Regions from separate parts of the Mus musculus genome. Here region 2 is linked to region 1. Evidence: chromatin contacts called from public Hi-C data. All regions are on one chromosome and are shown on one strand. Each heading gives the region's core, a stretch centred on a gene start, on an enhancer-like site or on the middle of the called end of the contact. The rest is flanking DNA. Distances are from core to core; before and after follow the strand shown. Region 1 holds the start of Slc44a1 (solute carrier family 44, member 1). Region 2 overlaps Tmem38b (transmembrane protein 38B).

Region 1 (3,531 bases), core at 247-2,746:
ACATCTCTAGAGGAATTTTTTTCCCCAAAAAACTAGCATTTTTTTTTCTTCGCCAAGAACCAACCAGCCTTTATTTCTAGAAGCAAGCGCATACTTCTCCCCATCACCACCACCAAACAAACAAATCACAGACTACTGTTAAATTCTACGCTAATGAAACTGTGGAGAAACATCCCAGGCGTTGTCAGAGCCTATTTTTCATACACCACCACCAGACAGTTTGATGCAGTATTCCTGATTGCTTTTTATCGTATTTGTAAATACACTCACTAATCCACTAAATTAGATAATTTACAAACAGGTCCTCTCAGTTATTAGTGGCCAGCAGTCAAGTTCTATTACATCTGATCCTTACACAGTTGTCCAAACATTTCCACCCAGGTTAAAGGCTCTGATCGGAAAGAGAAGGCGGCTAGCGAAATTTGGATGGGGGCAGGGTGGCAGCTGAGAGAAATCTCTGCATCTCAGCCCTCAGCGACAACATCCAGCCAGTGCCCACAGAAAAACTAAATTCGGCACCTCTTCCTCCTGTTACACTGGCAACAAAGAGGGAGTTTCCGTAACGCTCCCGTCACCCACCAGGTGCCCAATCTCCTTCCCAGCCCAGTCCCCCCGCTCCCGCAGGGGCCTCGGTGCGCCGAGAGGCCGCGGTGCTCAGGGTCAAGGCACAGAGGGGGGATGGGATGGGGAACGAGCGGGTGGGATCTGTGAAATGGGCCCTGGAAGGGCACCGGGACCCAGTGAAGCACCTGATCCCGGCCAAGGGGGCCCGCAGACCAGGGGAAATGGGCAGCTTATTAAATGGATCCGAAACTAGAATAAGGTGGAAGAGAGGTGAAGAGCCCAAGCTGGGGTACACCTTCTGGGGACACGGAAAACAGTCTGTGGGTGGCGGGGGGGCTCGGCGGAGGTGGAGAGCAGGCTGGCGGGCCCCAAGGAGAGGGAAGCGTATGCCTCCCCGGGGCAGAGCGGGCGCCCGGGGCGCCTCTACCTGCAGACGGGCGGGACGGGCTGCTCAGGTGCGAAAGCGGGGGAGGGAGCGCAGCGGGCATTGGGGGACCAGGCACGAAGCGCCGAGGTCGGCGGGGACCGGAGGGGCGCAGGGCACGGCAGGGGAGCGAAGGGCACGGCTCGGCAGGCGCTCACAGCGCGGGGTGGCATCCGGGCGGGCGGCCGGGAGGCGGGAGCCCCTCACCTGCGCGGCGGAGGCGGAGCTGCAGCAGCCCATGGCGGGGCCGGAGGAGCCCGGAGGCGGCGCCGGGCGCGCAGCTACGCCCCGGAGCCCCTCGGCATGCGAGCCGGCGGGCGCCCGGGGAGGGCGCGGCCTGGCCCCGCACGACTCGGCAGCGACGGCGGCGACGGCGACAGCGGCAAGAACTCAGGAGGCTGCGCGGTCCGGGGCAGGCGCCGGCCACATCCCCCGGCGGCGGCAGCGGCGGCGGCGGCGGCTGCGCGGCTCCGGCTCCGCTCCTGCTGCTGCAGCTGCTCCCCAGCGGAAAGGGGCGGGCGGCGGCGGCAGCCCCTCCCCCTGGCCCCCGCCTCCCACCACCCGCTCCCAGTCCCGCTCCCGCTCCCTCTCCCGGGCTGCAGCCGCCTCCTCCTCGGCGCCGCGCGCGTCTCCCATCAGACTCCCCGCCCCCAGTGCAGCGCCGCGCGGCGCGGACGGCGGGGACGACGGCAGCCCAGAACGAGGCCGGGCCCTTGGGCGCGCGCAGGAGTCTGCGCGGCGCCGGGCCCATTTCGCGGTGGCACCGAGGCCGAGCTCTGCCTCGGGGCGGCGAGAGGGCGTCTGAGGCCGAGGCGCCCGTGGACCCGGCGGGCTCGCAGAGGGAAGGCGGCCGACTTGCTTCTGTACGCGCGAGGCACGGGGAGGTCACCGGGGGTCGCTCCTTCTCCCGGGTGGGAGCGCCTCTGAGGTCACTGACCCGGAGCTTTTTTTAGGGCTCTGGCGGCTGTTTATGTTACCCAGAAGAGAGAGTATTTGCAAAACCTCCCATGGAGAAGGAATGGGTGATGGAAGTGGAAAAATATCATCTGTTGCTCCTGGCCCCATTTTGCTGATGTGGACACTAAGCCTTGAAGGAGGCCGACGACAGTGAGAGCACCCAACTGGAAATTGTAGTAAAAGAGCCAGAAATGGGAGGGGAAGGTAGTACTCCAGGCCCTCAAGTCAAAGCCATGTTGGTTCTTCACTAAACTTTCTTACACATGGTAGCGCGGGCACACACATAAACACACGCACCAATTCATCTTTAAAATATTTACCGAGGCACTCACTATATTACAGTCTAGAAATTTATGGCACTAAGATTAAACAGGCGATAAAAGGCAAAGTTGCTACTCTCTTATTAAAAAAAACGAAACCTGTATTAATATGCGTTGGGGGTAGCAACAAGTTAGACATGCACAACCTTTAAGAAATTTCCAATGTTAGGGAAGTCATTACAGATACAGTGAAGCGAGAGCAGTTTAAAAATGGCGAGAGTAAACAAGGTCATGATTAACTATCACCGAAACGCGCATGTATCTAACACTCATATAAACATTCCGGTCTTGTTTCATATTGTCAAGGTGTTGCAAAGACTGGGATCAAAAGGTTTGCAAAGATACCAGAGTGAGACCCCAGAAATGCTGACTTGTCCATAAAAGGCAGATTTCAAGGTGACTCAAACTCAAAGGGGAAGTTGACTAGAGGAGCAAGGAAAGGAGAAATCTAAACAAGAGGGTGGGGAATGGGTGTGGGTGGGAGGGGTATGGAATGGAGACAAACTCACACACAGAAAATTCCCTAGTTGGTGTTTTGCATTACCATTTCCTGGATGGCTTGTTCCTCCAAACCTCATGATCCTCTGTGAAGTCCTGATAGCAGGGATGGCTGCAAAGTGTAAGATTAAATAATGTGGGTAGGCAGTGGACAGGTCAGTGAATAAGCACTCAACAACAACTTCTTCAGATCCTTGACTTTTCTGCAGTTTGACCTGAGGCTCTTTCCTAGGCACAGGATGAGTGACTTCCAAGGCTTCTTTCCCTACGGGTAACCACTGGGTCATTAGCTGGAAATGAAGAAATAAAGCATTAATTGCTGTGGGTCCCAATTCTGTTCATAAACTCCACAGTAAGATTGTAAACTCCCTGAGAACAAGGGGAAGTATTCTCTTCTTTATATCTCCCTGGGCTCTCTGGGGTGTTTGTTGAATTATTCAATACAGCCAGGAATAAAAATCCCTCCCATGAGATTTTTCCCTCAAAGCCAGAAAAGGACATCTTGTTTTTAACTGAGGGAGGATGCTGAAATTACAGTCTTAAACAAGAAGCCATCTGTCTTCCTTCTTTATAATCAAGGAAAGAGGAGTTGTCTCTCTTAGCAAGTCAAGATGGGAGCTTTTCTCTCCGATTATAAAAATCTCTCTGGCTAGCACAGTTGTTCCATGTAGTAGCTAGTGCTTATTTTATCACTGGAACTGTAGAAGTGGCTGGATCTGTAGCTGGCCTTGTCAGTGCTTCACCAAAGCGTGGGGTGTTTGGTTGTTT
Region 2 (3,320 bases), core at 480-2,979, 400 kb before region 1:
AGCTTTGTGTGAGTTCAAGAACTAGAATGTAGGCTGCCAGGCTTAAACGGCTAGCTCCTTTACCTACTGCGCCCTCTCACCAACCCCAGGAAAAATGAATTCCAAATGTTCCTTATATATTAAATTGATAGTGTTTTTAAATTGAAAGCATAGTTTACTTTAAATAAAACAAAGCATGTTGATTAGAATCAATATATTTTAACTTAATTAATCAATCTTGTTAAGAACCATCTAAATCTGTATGAAGAAGAATCCAAGCCAATTCCTACTATCATTTTCCCAATTCATGTTTAAAGATGTCAGAAGCTTGGGGCTGGAGAGATGGCTCAGAGGTTAAGAGCACTGACTGCTCTTCTGAAGGTCCTGAGTTCAATTCCCAGCAACCACATGGTGGCTCACAACCACCTGTAATGAGATCTGACGCCCTCTTTTGGAGTGTCTGAAGACAGCTACAGTGTACTTACATATAGAATAAATAAATCTAAAAAAAAATGTCAGAAGCCTTTACATAATCCAATAGCCAGATGTGGTGCAAAGCTGTAACCCCAGCACTGGGGAGGCAGAGGCAGGTAGATCTCTATGAGTTGGAAGACAGCCTGATGAACATACTGAGTTTCAGGACAGCTACACAGTGAAACTCTGAACTTATCTGTCTGTCTGTCTGTCTGTCTGTCTGTCTACAAATAAACAAGCAAATGATGAAGCCAACAAAGAAGAAGAGACAAGAAAAGCTTGGACTTTTTGTTTAGTTGTTCACATTTACATTTTTTAGGATGTCATAATTCTATCTAAGTTTATTTCACAAAACAAAATATTTGGGCTAATATTTGATGTTCTCTAATGTTAAAATGTTCCCACAAACACTAAAAACAATTTCCACTGGAAGAAGATAAGAGGAGGAAGGGGAAGAGGCAAACTTTGCACTTAAAGTCTTTGGCACTATTCGGGTTCGTTCATTGCACATGCATTAACTTAAGGACATAAAAAAGGTTAAAGGAAAAAGATCCATTTTACTGCAATCTATTAAACAATTCTTTAAAGATCTCATAGTGCAGCCTAAGGGCAACTTACCAGATTGAAGATGCCAGTAAAATATTAGTGTGGTTTGTAAGAAACTTCAATGGAGACTCTGCAAGCAGCATACAGGATAAAATTCCTCCACCAAAGCAATGGAGCATGGCACTCAGCCAGCTAGCCAGGGGGTTATTCCAGGCCGCCGCCACTGCTCCTGAAAGGACGGAGTAAAACACGCTCTGAGACCACTGCATAGGTGCCAGGAAGCGCTAAGCACCCAATACACTAGAGAAATAAAGCGTTTGTTGATTTATTTCCCGAAAATTATATTCACAAGTGTGCTCATCATGGCCATTTGAATCAGTATTCTCTTTAGTCACGGGTTTTACTGTGTGGGGTGTGGGAGATGGGAGAATGTGGGTGTGGCTGCAGGTATATGCGGTGGGTGTGGCTGCAGGTATATGCGGTGGGTGTGGCTGCAGGTATGCGGTGGGTGTGGCTGCAGGTATGCGGGAGGTATGTTGGGAGGGTATTCTCCAATGCAGGCACATGGAGGTCAGCGGTGATGTCAGGATCTTTCCTTGATCGTGTCTCCACATTCTCTTTTGAAACAGGGACTTGCCTGCACCTAAAGCTTGCTGCCTCAGTTAGACTGACAGAGCAGTGAGCCTCCGAGATCTGCTGGGTTCTGGGCATGTGTTACTTTAATTGGCTTTTATTTGTGTTACAGAGATCCAAAGTCAGCTCTCCGTGCTTGTGCAGCAAGTGCTTTATCCACTGAGTCCTCTAACCCCCAAACAACAGAGTTTTCTTAAAAAACTGTGGGGTTTTTTGAGGTGGGGAAGAAAGTAAGAGCTAGTGTGCATATCTATGTGCTTGAGCAATGGTGCAATTGCCTATGCACGCACATAAGGAAGCAGGGTTTCTTCCTCTACTGCTCTCTTTTCATTTTTTTAGCCAGGACACAATATAACCTTGGCTGGCCTAGAACTCGCTACATAGGCAAGGCTAGTCTCATACTAGAAACTGGAGATCAATCCATCTATCTCGTCCATCCTTCTGAACGCTGGAATGAAAGGTATATATCACTCTGCCTGGTTCTCTACCTTGTTTTTAGAGACAAGGTCACTCACTGGCTGGTGAGCAAGTCCCTCGATCTCCCTGCTTCCATCCTTCCAGATCCTGTGTCACAGGAGCAAACAGCTCCATGCCCAGCTTTAATAGGGGCTAGGGACATGAACTCAGGTCTCCACACCCACAAAGCAGGCACCTGACCCACTCAGCATCTCACAGCCCCCGACGTATTGTTTAATGGCTGATTCTGACATCCTATTTTTTTGGAGGGGGCGCTTTCTGGGACAGGGTTTCTCTGTGTAGCCCTGGCTGTCCTGGAACTCATTCTGTAGACCAGGCTGGCCTCGAACTCAGAATCCACCTGCCTCTGCCTCCCAAGTGCTGGGATTAAAGGCTTGCACCACCACTGCCCCGCTGATTCTGACATCCTTAAAATATCATCCAAGTTTCTTTTACCAGTCCCCTAGTAATAGATGGCTCATTTAAAATGGGTCCCACTTAGTGTACTGGCTAGTTTTGTGTCAACTTGACACAGCTGGAGTTATCACAGAAAAAGGAGCTTCAGTTGAGGAAATGCATCCATGAGATCCAACTGTAAAGCATTTTCTCAATTAGTGATCCAGGGGGAAAGACCCCTTGTGGGTAGGACCATCTCTGGGCTGGTAATCTTGGTTCTGTAAGAGAGCAGGCTGAGCAAGCCAGGGGAAGCAAGCCAGTAAAGAACATCCCTCCATGGCCTCTGCATCAGCTCCTGCTTTCTTACCTGCTTGAGTTCCAGTCCTGACTTCCTTGGTGATGAACAACAGTATGGAAGTGTAAGCTGAATAAACCCTTTCCTCCCCAACTTGCTTCTTTGTCATGATGTTTGTGCAGGAATAGAAACCCTAACTAAGACACTTAGTGTTTCCTTTTACCACAAATCTTACTGTGAGCACTCCAAAACAATGTGTTAATGGAATATATTAAGAAAGGTGGGAGACCAGTGAAATGGCTCAGCGGGTAAAGATTTGCTACCAAGCCTGACAAACTAAGTTTGATCCCTAGGACAGACATTGTGGATGAAGAGAGTCAAATCCTCTGAACAACACAGAAAGAAAGAAAGAAAGAAAGAAAGAAAGAAAGAAAGAAAGAAAGAAAGAAAGAAAGAAAGAAAGAAAGAAAGAAAGGAGAGAAGAGAAGAGAAGAGAAGAGAAGAGAAGAGAAGAGAAGAGAAGAGAAGAGAAGAGAAGAGA

The links. Hi-C and Micro-C count contacts between places; a contact is called where the count stands out from the background.
Region 2: a Hi-C map of embryonic stem cells shows a contact between it and region 1, with 3 times the contacts expected there. The contact joins the enhancer-like site here to the promoter of Slc44a1 in region 1. A contact is called at or near these places in 3 of 39 promoter capture datasets (the C10 cell line, hematopoietic stem and progenitor cells and neutrophils) and 4 of 484 Hi-C or Micro-C datasets (Th1 cells, embryonic stem cells and pre-B cells).

The regions. Positions count from the first base shown.
Region 1 is chr4:53,438,381-53,441,911 of GRCm38.p6, reverse strand. It overlaps Slc44a1 (solute carrier family 44, member 1), which reads right to left and starts at 1,496. Exons shown (of 16, transcript NM_001374697.1): 1 at 1,196-1,496. The coding sequence starts at 1,228.
Region 2 is chr4:53,838,535-53,841,854 of GRCm38.p6, reverse strand. It overlaps Tmem38b (transmembrane protein 38B), which reads right to left. Exons shown (of 6, transcript NM_028053.2): 2 at 1,072-1,228. Among named protein-coding and RNA genes, the nearest start is that of Tmem38b, 14 kb to the right of the region's middle. Within about 2 kb of position 1,729, at least 13 of the 459 cell types and tissues checked have an H3K27ac peak or open chromatin away from gene starts, as enhancers often do. A contact at or near this core is called in embryonic stem cells, where this site is marked.